2 separate regions of the Triticum aestivum genome follow, and region 2 is linked to region 1. A link is a contact called in public Hi-C data. All regions are on one chromosome and are shown on one strand. Each heading gives the region's core, a stretch centred on a gene start, on an enhancer-like site or on the middle of the called end of the contact. The rest is flanking DNA. Distances are from core to core; before and after follow the strand shown. Region 1 holds the start of LOC123062417 (protein PAT1 homolog 1). Region 2 holds the start of LOC123062436 (regulator of MON1-CCZ1 complex).

Evidence for each region. A called contact is a pair of places that touch in the nucleus more often than the background predicts.
Region 2: a contact with region 1 is called in a Hi-C map of leaf, with 5 times the contacts expected there. The contact joins the promoter of LOC123062436 here to the promoter of LOC123062417 in region 1. A contact is called at or near these places in 4 of 5 Hi-C or Micro-C datasets (leaf and an unstated tissue) and 1 of 1 datasets of contacts at active chromatin or transcription factors (leaf).

What each region holds. Positions count from the first base shown.
Region 1 is chr1A:520,717,610-520,720,309 of IWGSC CS RefSeq v2.1, forward strand. It overlaps LOC123062417 (protein PAT1 homolog 1), which reads right to left and starts at 1,271. Exons shown (of 5, transcript XM_044485915.1): 1 at 1,010-1,271; 2 at 587-762. The coding sequence starts at 1,076.
Region 2 is chr1A:520,998,243-521,000,942 of IWGSC CS RefSeq v2.1, forward strand. It overlaps LOC123062436 (regulator of MON1-CCZ1 complex), which reads left to right and starts at 1,423. Exons shown (of 13, transcript XM_044485967.1): 1 at 1,423-1,734.

The sequences.
Region 1 (2,700 bases), core at 21-2,520:
CATCACGTCTTTTCCGGCTGACAATTGCCCAATTTACATTTCTCAGTACTGAGTTATTATTATAAAAAAAACACTCATAGTTGACAATGTATCCTCCATTTTCTAAGAGAACAATTTTGTTCAGTCAAGTCCTAACCAGTTGGAAAGACCAACTAAAATAGTTTTCTTAGGTACATTTTGGGGAGATCATAATGCTTAGGGACGCAATTTACTATTTTTTTTATCATATTAAATCAGATTCACCGCCCTCTAAAACTAGAGGGGCAAATCTCTTTCTATTGCATCCAAAGTCCACGATCCCTCCTTGCAAAAACAAAAAAAAAAATCGAATGTACCTAAAAAGGACAGAGCTATCATCCTACTGCACAAAAGAGCATCCACTCATGAGCCATGACTCATCCAACAGTGGCAAGCAGCAACAAACACAGTCAGGACCGTGTGAAACATGCAATGCGCATAATTTCACAGCTTTCGAACAGTAGCGAGCACCAACTCACAATCAGGACTCTTCGAAGCATGCGGCAGTGCAGCACACAATCGATAGCAACAGCAGGGAAGCCGGATACAAAGCCGGCGAGAGCCGCACCTCTTCCCCCACAGGAGACAGCTGGTAAGAAGCCCCGTCATCGTGCCCACCGAACCCGCCGCCGCCATAGCCGCCGTCCAGGCCCCCGTCATCCGCCAGGCTGCCGCCGAGCTCCAGCCCCTCCAGCGGCGCCTTGCCGAAGAAGGAATACTGCCCCGAGTCGAAGCGCGAGCTCTCTGCAGAGGAAGCAAAAAAAAAAACACATAAATCTCCATCGGTGCCACGCGAAAACGAGAAAATCTGCCAAGGCCGCGCGCGAGGGACACGAAATTCGGCGGACGCACGCGGAGAAGCGTCGTGTGCAGCACAGATTCGACGGTGAGGCCGCTGGGGTCCGAGCCCGGGCAGGCGGATCAAACTCAACAAACTACAGCCCGCCAGAACATCACTAGGCAGCGCCGCAGCGGAAGGAATCGCGATCACCTGCGGTGGAGGCCGACGAGGAGGAGGATGCGCCGCCGCCGCCGGCGTCCGCCCGGAGGCCCCTCATCGCAGGCGGCGCTGCTAGGGTTTGGATTCCGGGGGCGGGCACGCGCTTGGGTTTTGGATCTGGGGGGAGCTGCGAGGCGGAGCGGAGAGGGGTACAGCCGGGGAAAGCTCGCTCAGTAGACGCGCCTTGGCTGCTTTACTTCCCTTCCCTTCCCTTCCCTCTTTGGACTCGACAATAATAAAAAATATAGGCCGAAAATGATAGTCCCCGCATTATTTATATTTATTGATTGATAGATAGATAGATAGATATTGATGTATGGCGTGCCGGTGTGGACAAAGCAACTGCTGGATGGCACCGGAAAAAACTGGCGGAGTGATCACAGTGCTGCGCTGAGAGGAGACTTTGGCTTGGCTTGGCGTGTGTGCTACTCCACCTGCCCCTTTAATGGCCCCCTTTCTGTGTGTTGATGTGGCGATGTAGTACCTCATGTCTTCAAATAAAGCTTTTTTTTTATTTAGCTTTGCTTTTGTTAGTCTCCAATGATCGTTTGCCACGTTGATGGAGCCCTTTCTGTTGGTAACAACTGGCGGAGCATGACGGCACTATTTCATTGGCTTAAGGCTAGGTGTGTGGTATGGTTGTAGGAAAGGTTTTGCTGAGCATATATTCCCACAGCGAATTTTATTAGAGCAATGGTCTCACATGCACCGGTCATCATCATTGTGTTGTCGGATGAAAGCAAGGGCCCGTTTGGAAAGTGGTAGGAAACCTTGGGTGAACTTTTGCATAAATTTGGTGCCCTTGCGAATTTGGAATTGTTTAGTTGTGTGTACAAGTGAGTTTAACTTGCCAAGAGAAACTGAAAGGAAGTTGCTCTCGCGCTCTCTGTGCTGAGAATTATTGAAAACCATGAAAGCAACGCTCTGATTGAGTCGACTTCTTTCTCAATATCTCTCACTTTCTTATCCCGTGATTCGGGGACCATCACCATCTACAACCACCCCTATCATTCGACCATCTCTCTTTGTGTGTGCGCGCGCGAGCGTGTGTCTCATGGGTTCATGTGAGACCGAGCTGACACTATCAATTCCTTTTAGACCTAGTATTTTTAAAAACTAGTTGAAACTGGTGAGCTACGAGGTTCAATCCTCTTGAAATATTGTTTAGCCAAAATAAAATTTTGGCCCATTCCACCGCCCGTCGTTGTCGTGATGGATCTGTCGGGGCCCATCACATGGTTCGTCGCCATGACGGACCAGAAGAAGTCGGATCGCAAGAACGGCACATGTAGGAGAGGGTGAAGAAGAAGGCGCAAACGACCGCTCAAACCGGAGCTCCTCCTCCACATCAGATCGTCGTGTCGGTGCTGCCTGGCCCGCCCAGTACAAGAAGTCGTATTACTTTGCCGCCTAACAGTACAGTTAGCCCGACACGCAACACTCTGCTGCCTCCTTCAATTCTGGCCACCCTCCACCGTACACATTGACCTCAACAGAGACTACGTGTTCACTGAGTCATCGATGCTCGTCTGGTTGCGGTTTCCTTCCGAGGACCCTCATCCGGCGATGTCTGGTCAATGTGCCTTGCAGAATGCACCCCCCAAGATCAACGGTGGCTACCGACGAGGCGATGATAAACATGATCAACAACGGCGGCATCCACGTGGACAGGCAAGTCGATG
Region 2 (2,700 bases), core at 173-2,672, 280 kb after region 1:
GCCGAACTGCCCGATGATACGGGTAACAATAAAAGGTTAGGGATGGGGATATGTCGAAAATTTGATAGTTCGAGGGAATAATATACCTTTGTTTTTGTGAAAGGCTCTAAAGCCATATATTAAATATCACAAGTCCATACAAAAACACCCTTACAGAAAAAACATCACATTGAAATTATCAGGGGTGTCAAAGTTTTCTTCCTCCTGCATCCACTGACGACTCACTGTGAGCATAGCTCGATGCCGCCTCTGGGCCTCCACCTCAGCGGGACAAAACTTGTTTAAAATCAGGAGCTTGTAGAAGCAACAACCAGAAAGTCGTTGATGCAGACCATGAGACGCCGGTGACTGCGATCAGCGAAATAAGTTTACGCCCTAGAGAAAAAACGCCGAAAAGATCCTATGGAAACTCCGAGGACCAAGAAAGCGATATGAATCCAAACGAATCCATCAGATCCTGGGAGGCCTGTCAAAGACATAGCTCTAGACACCCTCCGGTGTCGGCAACAAGCACACCAATGAAACGGGGAAAGGGCAAGGAGGAGATTATCCATATACTTGGACAACACAACTGCCTCACACCTCAAACTAGACACAAACACTCTCCAAAGAAACCAGAGACAAATCACAAATGCCACTGCACACCATATTCGAGTCTGATGTCAAGCTCATCGTTGCCCACGACCATGCACCAACGCCCTCTTCTCCAGTGACCTAGCCAGGCGGGGCTGCCGTTGGAGATTATCGCGTTGGATCACCACCGATGTTGTCGAGCATCGCCTGTCGACAACCGCACCTCGGCTACTCATCTCCGTCGCCGACCCATGGTAGCCTACCAACTCCTCCAGAGTAGGCCCACCACGATCAGCAACCTCCCGATGGTGCCAACGCTGTGCGGCCTTTTCCTAGTGATGCACCTTGGCGATGGAGAGAAGGGGAGAAGACGGGGTGGTGGCTAGGGTTTCAGTCGCCCGCCTTGACCCTCTCCCACGAAGTGGTTTCTAATGCGTGCTCACGCGTAGTAAATATACTTATCTCCATGATTTTCGATGTACAAAGTCGTGTGACTAGACCTGGGTATTCCTCGGGCCGCCCCCCAAAACCTGAGGTCGACCCGACCCAAAACAACTAAACATTGCACTTTTCATATTAAAACTATATTATATCAATATTTTCTGATTTTTGTTTGAGTAACAGCTATATTTGCTGATTTTTTGAGGTGTTAGTATATTTTCTGATAAAACCCTAATTTTGAGGCAATTCAGGCTTTTGGACCAAAACTGGAGCCCGAGCCCGGCACGTCCCTTGGGCTTCGGGTTCAGGCCGGGCTGCCCATGCCCCTACAGCGAACCACTCGGCCCAGCGCCAGGCCCAGATACCGCGGCGAGCCAAGCCGGTGAATTTTCCCATCTCAGCTTCTACCGAACCCATCTCCGCGGACCTTCTTCTCCATCCCTGCCTGCCTCATCGTGGACCGGCCGGCGAAGAAGACGACGGTACGAGCTCGCGCCACCACCACCCCGACCAGGCGACTCAAATCCCAACCCCTCTTCACTCGACCGCCGCCCCAGCTCGAGCCCCCCCTCGAATTTCCTTGCCGCCGCCGCCGCCGCTGCTGTTTTCCCCTTCTCCCCACTGGTATGGCCGCGTGATCTGGCCAGGGTTTGGATGAAGGAACGGAAGCCGGCGGCCCCCTCTGCGTTGGCCCGGATCCTCGCCACCTGCGCGTCCCAGGTGCCCGCCCGCTCGCTCCTCCACTCGTTAATCCCCCCCTCTTCACCTGCCGACAAGTGTGATGGTTCGTTCACTCGTTATTAGCTATTTAGTACTAATGCGCCGTAGCAGGATCGGGGATCAGAATTCCCTAGTTTAGTTTTGGTTTGCAGCAAGTGGTCACGGGCTGGTGGTAGATTTGGGAGGTTTCCCCTTGCAGATTGGTTTGCTGTTGCTGCTGGGAAGATCACGATGGGTGATATACATACACTGTTGTAATTAGTGTCTCTTTGCTACTCGGTGCTAGTACTTCGCTAAAGGTAGTTTGTTGCTACCGGATTGTTAGGAGCCTGTTATAGGGGTCTAATTTGATCCGTGTGGGTGTTAGCTTAGTCCTGGCGTCCTTTAGTGCCGGTTACCGAACCGGCACTAAAGGGCCTTACGAACCGGTGCTATTGCCCGGTTCTGCACTAGTGTGATTTTGGTTTTCGGCTATGAGGAGGATGCCTGCTGCTTAGTTGTTTGCTCCTCTGCCCTTGGGTGATTATATTTAGGAAGTGCACTTCAATCTGTTAATTACCCCTAAATTTGTTGCTGCTGATTTTCATATGTTGTTACACTGAATCGAATAGCATGATATGAATGGTAGCTAAGTAGGAGTGAACTGGAAGTATCCATACACATTCCCCAATATCTTTTTTTGAGAAACATAGTACAAATGTAGACGTTCACAAAGACGTGCATACACTCACCCCTATGGACGCACACACGCACACCCTACCTGTATGAGCACTTCCGGGAAACCGAGCCGGCAAATGTTGAGATAGATGAAGTCACCACAGGCACTTCTTACTCGATGGGAACATCGGCTCCCATTGAATGAACATCGCCAAAAAGCCTGGAATAAATTCAGGAAAATGCGAGCACGGACTTGAACCCGGGTGGGTTGGTTCCACCACAAGGAACCTAACCATCTGAGCTACGCTC